Linked DNA regions of Sus scrofa: region 1 is linked to region 2. The links are chromatin contacts, called in public HiChIP or PLAC-seq maps. All regions are on one chromosome and are shown on one strand. Each heading gives the region's core, a stretch centred on a gene start, on an enhancer-like site or on the middle of the called end of the contact. The rest is flanking DNA. Distances are from core to core; before and after follow the strand shown.

What was found. HiChIP or PLAC-seq counts read pairs in DNA pulled down with a chosen protein or histone mark.
Region 1: an H3K27ac HiChIP or PLAC-seq map of skeletal muscle shows a contact between it and region 2. The contact joins two enhancer-like sites. A contact is called at or near these places in 2 of 2 datasets of contacts at active chromatin or transcription factors (alveolar macrophages and skeletal muscle).

What each region holds. Positions count from the first base shown.
Region 1 is chr1:240,827,665-240,833,792 of Sscrofa11.1, forward strand. COL15A1 (collagen alpha-1(XV) chain) reads left to right here. Exons shown (of 42, transcript XM_021066594.1): 41 at 432-523; 42 at 526-1,524. The coding sequence ends at 644. Among named protein-coding and RNA genes, the nearest start is that of TGFBR1, 29 kb to the right of the region's middle. Within about 2 kb of position 4,112, at least 16 of the 83 cell types and tissues checked have an H3K27ac peak or open chromatin away from gene starts, as enhancers often do. A contact at or near this core is called in skeletal muscle, where this site is marked.
Region 2 is chr1:240,688,829-240,695,192 of Sscrofa11.1, forward strand. It overlaps LOC106509211 (a long non-coding RNA gene), which reads left to right and starts at 68. Exons shown (of 6, transcript XR_002336984.1): 1 at 68-2,973. Within about 2 kb of position 4,868, at least 10 of the 83 cell types and tissues checked have an H3K27ac peak or open chromatin away from gene starts, as enhancers often do. A contact at or near this core is called in skeletal muscle, where this site is marked.

The sequences.
Region 1 (6,128 bases), core at 2,862-5,361, 140 kb after region 2:
GAGGGATCGGGAGCTTGGGATTATGAGACACAACTTAGAATAGATTTACAAGGAGATCCTGCTGAGTAGCATTGAGAACTATGTCTAGATACTCATGTTGCAACAGAACAAAGGGTGGGGGTGAAAATGTATACGTGTAAGGATAACTTGATCCCCTTGCTGTACAGTGGGAAAATAAAATAAAAAAGATAATAATTTCCCTCTCCCGAAATCCAATAAAAATCATGGCTAAAGGACAAAAAAAAAAAAAAAAAAAAAAAAAAAAAAAAAAAAAGTTGCAAACAGTGATAAAGACAGAGAGGTGAGTGCAGTTAGACCCTGGCGGACTCAGGAACTTGACTTGACTGGCTGGACTTGGGCCAGTTTGCTCACTAAGATATGCCACAGAGAAGGGTCATTTCAAAAAGTAACATGACCCCATTCCTTTTCAGGCCCCAGAAAGTCGTTTGGCATGGCTCCAGCACCCACGGAGTCCGTCTTGTGGATCAGTACTGTGAAGCCTGGCGGACGGCAGACGTGGCGGTCATGGGCTTGGCTCCCCGCTGAGCACGGGGAAGATTCTGGACCAGAAAGCATACAGCTGCGCTGATAGGCTAATTGTTCTGTGTATCGAAAACAGTTTCATGACAGACGCGAGGAAGTAACGACCTTCGCATGATTCCTAAGAGTTTTCCGATCTTGCTTATGTGAAGAGTTGACACTGAAATCTAAAATGTTTAAATGTTGTAAATATTAGGGTTTTTTTTTTTACACATTCGTCACGACAGCAACCAAAGAAAACATACCTCAGTATACTCAAAACTGAAGACATAAAGGACTCAGACGAAAGATAAAATCTTATCCATCTCTTGGTGCTAGATTCTGCAGGAAACCCCATGCAGTATGAACACATCCCAACATGGTTAAGAGCAAGTTGAAAACAAAGGCCTTGGCTTTTTGCCCACTGCATCTTCAGAAAGTGATTGCCTCTTTTTAACCGTTGTTGAGTGTAAGATGTCCTTCATGTTTTCTTACAAAGTCAGTGTTTAGAAATGTTACCCCTTTCTAAGTTATGTACAGACGGAGTGCTTTATTCTTTAATATACATCCATTGTTTGCAACTTCTATTCATAAAGAGAAACAGAACTGCTCAAAATGATCCTATTTGTATTTTCTGGTATTACCAGACATTCAACTTTTTTCCCTAAAATATCATTGCCATCATGCCTTAGGAGTTTTATATTTTTACACAATTATATTTTAGTATGGCATTGTTTATATAACTGACTTGCTGGAAAAGTTTAAATGCCAAATGATCTGAAACTAGAAAAGAAATAACACAAAATTTCTACCTTTCCTTTGGCAGTCCTTTTCCCCTCCCCCAAGCCCTGATTTTATGACTCCCTTTTGGCAATTCTTGAATTATAACTGCGATTGAACAAACAAGTTCTGAGAATGAATTTTCTGAGATGCATACATCTTCCTGCTGTATACTTTGATTATTTTTTTCCCCCTGTAAGTGGTCATAAAAACATCTTTTCCAGGTGTTTTCTTCTGTTTGACTTTTTTCCCCAGTTCCTTTATTCTCCACCACTGATGTGGAAGCAGCCCTGGGGTGGATTTGCTAACCTTGTCACTGCCACTTGTGCTACCCTTTGGGAGATGAGCAGAGAACAGGAGGATTTTCCCATCATCCTCCTCTGCTCCTCCCTGTTGTCTCCCACTCAGTGGGACAGGCTGAAGAGCCTCAGTGTGACAAATAGGATCAACTGTGTCTCAATACACAACTTTGGGGACAAGTCTGCCTTTTTCTCTCAAGGAGGTTGGGACACAATAAGTAACATCAGCTCTCAGTTCCTAAATATTGGACTTATCATAAGTCTCATTTATCTTTCCTCATGATCCTGCAAGGTAAATATTTTTATCTTTACAAATGAAAAAAAAAAAGTTGAGGCTCAGGAAGACACTTGTTCCAGGTCACACAGCTGCTGAATGGTGGGGCTGCTTGCAGGCCAAGGTTCTGTCTCACTCCAGTGCCCAGGATTGTTGCAGGAGCCACTGCATAGGGCTGTCTATTCGCTCCCTCCCAGCTTCCCGTCTCTGACTCTCTGGCTCTTGGCTTGATGCTGCAGGAGAAACAGAATCACCAGGCAAGTGGCATGCCGGGATATTTCCTCCTATTCATCTGGGCTGGCCCAGAAGCTCCGTAAAGGGAATCCACCCTAATAGTCCTTGAGGTAGGAAGGAAACGGGGGACCAAAAAAAGGCAGACAGCCTCCACTTAGGGGCTCCCTAAGTGGAAGAGTGGTGAGAATCATTCTGAGTCATGGGATGAGGACAGGTATAGGTTGGAAAGCCCCAGCAGCAGATTGTTTCAGACTCCTGCACCCACGACGTGACTGGTGTGGAAGGGACGTGAGGGAGAAGGAGAGCAGGAGGCTGATGAGGTCTCGAAGTGAAGGTGCCATCCATTTTAACCAGAGCCCACCGTGGCCCTAGGCCACAGAGGGGGCAGGGTGGAGTCAGGGTTTGGGGGAGCCAAAAGGAGGGGAGACCCCAGGATCAAGGGTTGAGGTTCATGCTCTGGCTTCTCAGTCCTCTTTGTGCACTGGAGGAGGTATAACCAACCGGCCTTCCCAGAAGAGGCTTGAATCAACCCCAACCCTGGTGAAACTTTGAGAATGATGGTCAAAATCCTGGGCCTGGTATTCAAGGCCCTTCACTGAACATGAGTTTTCCTGTTACTTGTCAACAGCCACCAGCCTGAGGTCCTCATGATTACTTAAGCGAGTCACATAGGCTCCTCAGTCAGGCTGTTGTCTGTGTCCTACCTCTTGTTGGAAAAGCCTTAACCCCTAGGTCTAGCCTGGCCCTCTTTCCAATAGCCTATGTCAACTCTGCTTGCTTCCTCTGTGACATCCCCCAGCCCTCCTGGACCTGCTCACCTTTTTTGTCTGTTTTTGCTTCTTAGGGCCACACCCACGGCATATGAAAGTTTCCAGACTGGGGGCAAATCGGAGCTGTAGCTACCAGTCTACACCATAGCCACAGCAACGCAGAATCCAAGCTGTATCTGCAACCTACACCACAGCTCACATAAATGCTGGATCCCCAGCCCACTGAGCGAGGCCAGGGATTGAACCCACATCCTCATGGATCTAGTCAGATTCGCTGCCACTAGCCATGATGGGAACTCCCATGCCTGCGTACCCTTGTCATACTTCCTTCTCTGAATACCTAGTGTGTGTAACATCTGGATCTTATCACACAAGTGAAACACAATGATTGAAAGGTCTCCAAGCCTTGGCTTTATCCCTGTCCTTCAAGGCTGGGGAGCAGAGTAGTGCTCTCGGACATAATATAGGAGGGAAGATAGGGCAACAGGAGTTAGTCTTTGCAGTGTGGGAGGGCTTGCTCTGAGTGCATTTTGTAGACTCTCAAGGTCTGAAGCCTGTTGCATCCACGGTGCCCTGTCCAGAAGCAGAGGACTGAAGCAGCTGTCCTCTATCCCCCATACCAGGAGCCAGGTCCCACGGGGGTGGCTGACGTTGGAGGGCAGGAAGAAGACAAAGGACTGGGGAGGGCCTAGAGGTGAGGCAGACAGGGTATGAAGCGGAAAGTCCAGGGGAGCTCTCTGCCCACTTGAACGTGGCCACAGACGGCCCGCAGGGAACGAGCAGAATGGGTCGCAAGAGCCACTCTCAGATTTCCTGCGCCTCTGCATTTAGACGGCTCCTACCGTGTGGCTTAAACCTGTACGGAGTGGAAGTAGGAGACAGCACGGAATTCAGAGAACTGTCAGCTGTCCAGTACAGCTGAATATTACTCAATGAGGAAAGCACAAGTCAAACTCATAAGCTGAAAAACAACAACAGAAAGGAATGTATTGGCTCATGAAACCAGGAAGGATGGGGAATCCAAGAGATTCAAGTGATGGGATCACTTGGTTTGTTTCTGTGTGTGTGTGTGTGTCCATCTGTATGTCTTGATTCTGCTTTTTTCTGTATGTGGCTTCCTTCCTTTCAGCAAGGTCAAGATTCCTTCGGGTGGCAGCGGTTGTTCTCAGCTCCAGGCTTACATTCCTCCACCACCCCAGAGTGTGGCCTCAGAGGAAAAAGACTTCCTTCCCCTCTGGGATTATAGTAACTCCTGAAAAGGATTCTGATTGGTGCCACTCGTGTTGTTAGCCTGTGACTGTGTGACTGGCAGCTCCACCCAAGATGAGTTGTACAGCGGAAATAACTCCTCCACCCAAAATGTGAGGAGGTTTGCAATGGCCAGAAAACAGGGCTCAAGAGGTTGAGAAGAAGACCAAAGGAGACAGAGAGAGGGAAGGATTCCAGCCCCCAATAGGAGGGAAGGGCTGAATGTGGGGGATGTGGTGGTGGATGAGGTGCTGGCCTTGAAATCTAGGGTAAGGCGTGTGACCTCATCCTGCTACTGGTGGAGCACCTTGGGAAGATTTTAGAGATGCCAGGTATGGGATCAGTTCCGTGTTTGAGAAAGATTAAGCATTTCTTTTGTTCATTGACTCATCCAGAGATACTATCTCAATGCTTTTGTACTCAGAACCATGTTTGGATTTGGAGATACAAAGGTAAGGGATAGCCCCGCTGGTCAGATCCACCAAACCCATTTTCCTGCCGAAGACTGTTGGAGATCCCCCATGCATCTCCTCTTCCTCCAGCTCCTCATGGAAGGAATTCAGCTTCCGTGTAATCCAACAACGAAATGTATCATCTGGCCCAGGAAGGGCTCCAGGATTCCTCCCTGGCACTGGGGCTGGACTCCTCAACGACCTTAGCAGTTGGGGCAAGTGTGCACGTACAATCCCTGCCTCACCTGGAAGCTGGAGAGGTACCTCTCTGGTGTCCTGAGTTGCCAAGCCACAACTGAGCCTCCTCAAAGCTCTATGATTGCCACTGGCCAATTTCCCCCTTTGCCTTCTCCCTTGTACTCCAACTCAGGGGGCCATGGAGTACAGCCAGGCCTTTGTCTGGGTTTGAATTTGGGCTCTACCACCTACTAGCCATGTGATCATAGCAAATTACTGACAATTGTATCTGACATTCAACCCTTTCCTGCAGCTCAGTTTCTTCATCTGTAAAATAGCGGTAGTAACGGAAACTGCTCTGCGTTGAGTGAAGTTGTTGGAAGCTCTGGGAATGACGTTGTTAACCCTAAGTGAGCACCCAGTAAGACCTGCCCTAGATGCCTCTCAAGATGGGCTGGGGGCCCTTCCTCCAGCCTTGCTGGTTGGCGTCTTCCGATCTGCCTGGTTTCTCCATCTGCCTTCAAGGCCGGAGCCTTGGTTTAACCTATACCCACTCGTGCAGCTGTACCTGTTGGTGAATATCCACCCTCCCAAGCCTCTGGGAGTCCTGGCTACCTTGCCCCTCCGTTCAGCCTCCCTGTAATCCAACAACGAAATGTATCATCTGGCCCAGGAAGGGCTCCATGATTCCTCTCTGGCACTGGGGCCGGACTCCTTCTGATTGACAGGAGCATGTGCCCCAGTGACTGTGAAATAATCAGATTATCCCCCTGCCCAGGCCTGCCCAGCACCCTGAGTTCCAAGGAGGACTCAGAGCACTCTGTTGGCCGATACGTTCATGGAGGAGACTGCCCGCCCCACCCCTTGCTCCAGACTTCCTCCTTCTCTGGACCTTCTCTCAGGGAGTGGGACCACCAGCCAGCTGGTAGCCTAGGAGCCATTTACTTATTCGCTCAACAGATAGGGATGGAATGCTTCCTTAGTGATAACAACAACAACAAGGACAAGACGTAAAGTGAGTGTGAGGAAGTTAAGCAAAATCTGGCCATTTCCGTGATGGCTACTTCTATTCATCTAAATGGCAAAGTATTTAAAAAAATATCGTGGGGCCCTGTGGGTTGTTTGTTTGCTTTTTACAGCCACATTCATGGCATATGGAACTTCCTAAGCTAGGAGTTGAATTGCAGCTGCAGCTGCCGGCCTGTGCCACAGCCACAGCAATGCAAGATCTGAGCTGTGTCTTCAACCTACACCACAGCTCAGGGACATGCCGGATCCTTAATCCCCTGAGTGAAGCCAGGGATGAAACCCAAGTCCTCCTGGATACTAGTTGGGTTCCTAACCTGCTGAGTCACAACAGGAACTCCTTTTTTTT
Region 2 (6,364 bases), core at 3,618-6,117:
ATCTGGTGTTGCTGTGGCTGTGGCATAGGCCAGCAGCTGCTGCTCCAACTCCACTCCTAGCCTGGGAACTTCCATATGCCGCAGATGTGGCCCTGAAAAAGAAAAAAAGGTTATGTTGACACTGCACTGTAGTCTAGTAAGTGTGCAATAGCATTTTGTCTAAAAAAGCAATGTGCATACCTTAATTAAAAATACTTTACTGCCAAAAAATGCTAACCATTATCTGAGCCTTTAATGGGTTGCAGTAGCAACCTCCAAGATCACCAATTACGGTTCACTGTAATAAATATAATAATGATGAAAAGATTTGAAATATTGTGAGAATTGCTAAAAAATGTGACACAGAGACATGAAGTGAATAAATGCTGGAAAATGGTGCCAACACATTTGCTCAATGTGGGGCTGCCACAACCTTCAATTTGAAAAAGCATGATATCTGAAAAGTGCAATAAAGCAAAGTGCAATGAAACAAGGTATGCTTATAATATATATGTTTGCATTTGCATACAAAGCCCAGGGGCGGAAAGTGGTACCATCTGTGGTCCCCAGAGGAAGAAAAATGGTCTCAGTTGCCTAATATGAAGAGTAATGGAGATTGGATCCGAGCTCCCAACACAGCCCTCTCAAGATCTTTCCAAATTGTCTTTCCGCACAGTGAAGACACCCAGAAAAGGAGGGTGCTGCCTTTTCAGAGCTAGAATGACAACACTAAAGGGCCCTGGAACTGGTCTGGCCACCAGGGGCTTTCTGATCTCCCAGGTGCCCATCTTTTGCTCCAGTCAGTCCGTTTGACATCGGCTGGAACAGCTGAAGGGCTGGCGTAGGCATCCAGAGGTAAAGGCCCTGGGGCTGGGACTCCTTGCTGACAAGACAAGAGCGATGCTGCTGCCTCCCTGGAAGGGGAATCGTGAACCCGGCCGAGAGGACGTGCTGGCTGCACAGGTTTGCCTGCTACCGGAGCCAGCGCAGTTGGTCGCAGGGAATTTGATGAAAATAATCAGCTGCAAACTGCTAAAAAACAAACAGACTACAATCCAGAGGTTTAATAACAGCCCCCTCAGCCAGATGGCCGCAGGAGCCTTGCCAGGGAGAAAAAAAAAAAAAAAAAAAGATCTCCCACCCTGAATTTCCTCTTTGTTCTGGACCCTGCTCTCTTTGGATGTCATTGGTCTCCCGCCCCTTTCGTGCGCCAGCCACCCAGAGTCTTGTGTTCAGGGAGCTTAAGGCAGCTTTCCCCAGATTAGGATTTGGGGACAGGGAATCCGGCAAAGAAGCGGCTTTCTTGTCCCAACATGAGTCACCCTAAGTTGGAGAAAGCACACAGCTGTCTGCATCTGGACCTGGAATGCTGCTTCCTCCTCGGAGGATGCTCCCAACAAGCCCGGGGCCCTTGTGGGTGCAGAGCAGGAAGTCATAAGCAGGGCTGCCCTGTGTGGGGCAAGCCCTCTGGACACCTCAGTTCTCGCCAAGAGACCATCATGTCCCAGCTCTTGGGAAACTGAATGCTAGTCTGTTTCCATGTTCAGTTACAGCCACGCCTGGAGCAAATGGTGGCCAGTGTGTTCTGCCAAACTCAGGCTCCAGTAAAAGCATGGATGTGAGAGTGAAGCCAATGTGAGTTTGAATCCTTGCTCTGCCACTGTGTGACCCTGACAACTTCTTTGACCTCTCTGAAGTTGCTACATCATTGCGTTTTAGTGAGAATAATAAAGAAATGATATTTTCAATGCATGTAGCACACTAGCACACAGCAGGCATTCTATAAACATTGATTTTCCACACTCTTAGCCCTCTGGTTCAGAGCTTTGTGGTACTAATTTTTCCTATTACCCACTCCTTAATACTTTCACTGATCCATGATTTAATATTTCATTCTTGGCTTTTGGCAAAGCTTCCAGGTACACTCCTGTCCCATTTTTTCCCTGAGCCGATTCCCATCTCTCCTTTGTGGTTACGTTAGCTACTCTGTTTGCCAGTATGTATTTTGATGTGCTAAGTTATTACTAATTCTGTTTGGAAGGAGACTAGGTAGACGTGAAGTTCATCAGGCTCATTTAACTTACAAGTTTACTTAAAACTTTCCTCCTCCTGTAAGAAGTAATGCTAATTTAAAAAAACCTTAACAAAGAAATATATGAATATGTTTTAAGATTATAAAGCATAGTAGTCAGGATCAGCTGGATTTTGCTGCTGTAACACACACCTCCCAAATATAAATGGCTTGAAACAGCAAAGGTTCCTTTCCCCCTCAAGCTACAAATCCATTGTAAGTCGGGAGAGTCTCAGCCCAGCACTGCCCTCTCTTAGATACTCAAGGTTCACCCTCTGCAATGTTGTTGGCCCCTGCAGCTGTGGGGAGGAGGAGATGAAGGGTTCCTTAGCACTTAGCTCTTAGCAGAACTGCCAGGTAGTAACACACATCACTTCAAATTTCATTGGCTAGAGCAAGTCACACGGTCTCACCTAACCTCAAGGGAACAGGCACATCCAATCCTATTGTGTTCAAGGTGGGAGATAATTGATGAACACTAACGTCAACCACTTGGAAGCTCAATGTTTTAGGAAGAATGAAGGTAACCCTGCAGGCAGGCAGAATGCCAAAATTCCACCCCTGCCATCCACCACTAGGGATTTGCTAGTCATTTGAAAATCAGAATATGCCCAGATATTTGCATAAAGAAGTTCCTTTTGTCCCCTCCTTCATTCTTTGGTCCTCAATTTCCAGTGTGCCTAAGAATTACTATCTGACATTGCATAGCATCGTATATGCCATCCTAAAGGGTTTTCAAATGTTTTAGACATACACAGTTCTCCCTGTCTGAATTTAGAACCTGACCTATTTAGTATGTGATGCTGTAGTATTTGATTAATACTAATGCCTGACTTTATTGTTTTTTTAAGCTACTTTATTGAAGTATGATTGACATACAGAGAACACTATAATTGAATGTCTACCATCTGACGAGTTTGGAGGTAAGTATACATCCATGGGTGGGACCATCACCATCTATGCCATTAATATACCCATCACTTTCAGAATTTTCCTCCCATCCTCTCTCACTGCCTAAGTTTAATTGTTCCAGCATTTCATCCCCTTCTCCTCTTCTGTGCCCTGCTTACACTCTGAGGGGCCATTCTATCTCTGAATCCAATTGCATGTAATATTTTTTTAATACTACGTATGTATGAACTTGACAATAAGCGTTTATAATAACTAATTTGTACCCAAAACTCTAAAAAAGTCTTCCACATGTATTATGTCATTTAGTAAGTCTCATCATAACCATAAGGAGTTGGTTATTACTATAACATTTCTATTCCACTGATTTACTAATGGAGGCTCAGAGAGGCTACGTGCCTTGCCCAAAGACACACAGTACAGATATATTGAGATCAGGTTTTTGAGCTGTCTGCCTTCAAATTCTACAGGGACTGCTCTGGGCACACAACATTCCAGAACCTGGATGTCCAGGAATTCATGTCAATTAGGCACTTATTCTCGGAATAAACATTTCCCTGAAGAGCTCTCCATGCTGGCCAGCAGCATGGCCCCGCCACAGTTCAGTCGAGGTGATGAGATGCCCATTCATCTCGGAGGCATGACGTGGGAGGTACACGTTCACACATGGGTTGAACTGTCAGTGTGGAATGTGTGTGCACGTGTAAGCTGTGGTGTGTGTGGTATGGTGTCCCTGCAGGGGCACCAGATAAAATACAAGAAGCCCAGTTAAATTTCAATTTTAGATGAACACGAGTTATTTTTTTAGTGTAGTAAGTCTGGCCCCTGCTCTATTTGGAACATACTTATACTAAAAAAATTTTTATTAACAAATTATAATTTTATTTGCTCAATCCAGCAGCTCCATGTATAGGCATGTGGGTTGGTGTAAGTGGACTTGATCCTTTGTGTCGGTCACACCCGAGCATGTGTGTGACTGTGCCTATATGTTTCCGTGTGTATATGGGAGGCTCTGCATCCAGGCTGGAGAGCCGGTGGTCGAACACAAATGGCTCCACCATCCCAAAGCTCTTCTCCCCCAAGGCCAACCCCTCTGGAGCAAGTGAGGTCAGGATGGGCCGTGAACACCAGGCCAGGGAGCCCTGGACTTTCCCCTAAGGCAATAAGGATCCACGGAAGGCTCTAGGCTGAGGAGGGGCGGCTTTAGCTGTGTGCCAGAGACGTCCCTCTGGCTGTGGGGCTGAGTAAGAACAGGAGAGGGCCACAGGGAAGGGAGGCCTTGGTGAGAGAGGATGACGATCTGGGCTCAGGCCAAGTGGCAGGACTTGCTGCACATCCCACTGCAGGTGGAGGGGTAGGGGTTGGGGTGACACTCAGCTTTAAGGCTTGGGCACCCACGGACTAGAGGGTTTCTCTTACTCCCTTCCTTGTCCTCCTCCATGTCAGGTACAGTGCCTGGTGCATGATGGATGCGCTTGGGTGTTTACGGCAGGAATATGTGCGGATGAATGGAGAAATAGGAACCCAGGAGGAGGCGGGAAAGGAAGGAGAGGCTGGCAAAAAGCTGACCTCAATTACTTGGGAGACGTTGAGTCGGAGACAGAAGTGAGATTTCCAGCAGACAGTTGGCCGTGTGACCAGCTCAGGAGAGAGGTCCAGGCTGAAGAAGCAAATCCAGGGAGTGCGAGCGGGTACAAACGATATGAAACCGCTGGCTGGGATCAGATCAGTACAGGACACAGTGAGGCTGGAGAAGGCAGTGGGAGGAAGGAAGCTTGGAGAAGATCGGCATTTAATGCTGAAAGCAGGAGTCCGAGAGGGTCAGTGTTTCCTCTCCCAGGACTGCTGGGGGTTAAGTGAGATAGATGCCCATGACCTGGCAGCTCCAAGAGGTCCAGGCAAGGGTGTAAGCAGAACATTTAACAGGCACTGGCCAGTCAGATCCGGCTGGGCCACCAGCGGGTGCCAGGCCTTCTGGGCTCCCAGCTGTGTTGGAATCAACTCTGGAATAGCGGTGTCATAGAGAAGTCGGGGGAAGGATGGCGGGAGGGTCTGGGGCAGCTGGGGCAGGGAGGGGGCAGTCGGGGACTCAGGCAGCTGCTCTGTAGAATGTAAACATGTAAAGACTTTAAAAAGCGGGCAGTTATATGGGGATAACCTGGCTGCATGTCAGCCCCGGGACTGACAGCAACTATGTACTTCCTTCCTGTGTGGCCTTGCATTAGAATAGTGCCCAGCAGAGAGTAAAGCAGAGTCCTAGCACAGTGCCTGGTCTAGCATAGGGTCTCCATAAATGTGCCTTCCAATCATTTCAGGGAGTAAAGTTGCCTCCATAGTAACAAGGAATTTCCTCCTCTGAGCACAATTTTTCTATTTTAGGGAACCACATTTCCTTTCACTTGGGAAGACCTGTCTTTTCGGCCATTGAATTCCTGGGAATTTCAAAGACACAGGGCTGCAAGCTCACCGTGGCTCACAGGACAGTTGGAGCCTAAGTGAACAATGGCCCCATCTCGAGGGACAGCGCCAGTCAGGGTCACCCCTCTGGTAGCCTCCCCTTCCTTCCGACACAGCCTCATCATCTGTCAGGAACCAGGGGCTTCTCCCGGGCTTGGCACACAGTCCATGCTGTGTAAGTGTTGGCTGTGATTATTTTTGTTTTTACTATCCCTGGGCCTGGTGTTTCCTCAAATTGAATCATTTCTGTGACTCTAAAGCTTAGTTTATTTTATTTTACCCAAGCCTCAGGCTGATACCTCAGTGGCTTTGGATCCCCAAACGAGGTCATTTTGCAACAACTAATTCCAACGCAATCTCTTTCCGGTGATTTTTTAAACACTCACCACAGAGGAAGGTTGGTTTCCTTCAAGAGCTCACTTAGTTTAGATAAATATTTGGCCTGGTGGATATACAAATCATCCTAAAATGTACCTTTTCCTAGGTGTAGAGTCTCAAAGGGTTTTCAGGATTCAATGCATATTCATTCAGTTATTGCTGTGTCTCCTTTGTTGTTCTCTGGAACATCAAAGAGGGTGGGCTTTTGGTCTGTTTTGTTCGCAGCTGTAAATCCAGAGGCGGAACAGCGCTGCCACACAGTAGGTGCTCAGGGCATAGTTGCTGAATGAACGAATGCGTGAATGAATGAGTGAATGAACGTCTTCTCGGTGCCAGGATGCCTGGCATTGGAAACCCAGACAAGGACATAGTCCCTGCTGTCTGTGAGCTTGGGGTCTTGTAGAAGACCTCCCCACTCCCCGCAACACCTACCTGAAAGTCAAAGCAGATCAACACAACTCCCTGTGAGACATGTCAACACCCTCTGCTGGGCATGGGAGCCTGACAGAAAGAATGACAGTGCTGTTGGGAATCTCAGGGAAGGTGACCTGGAAGAGGTGGCATTTGAGT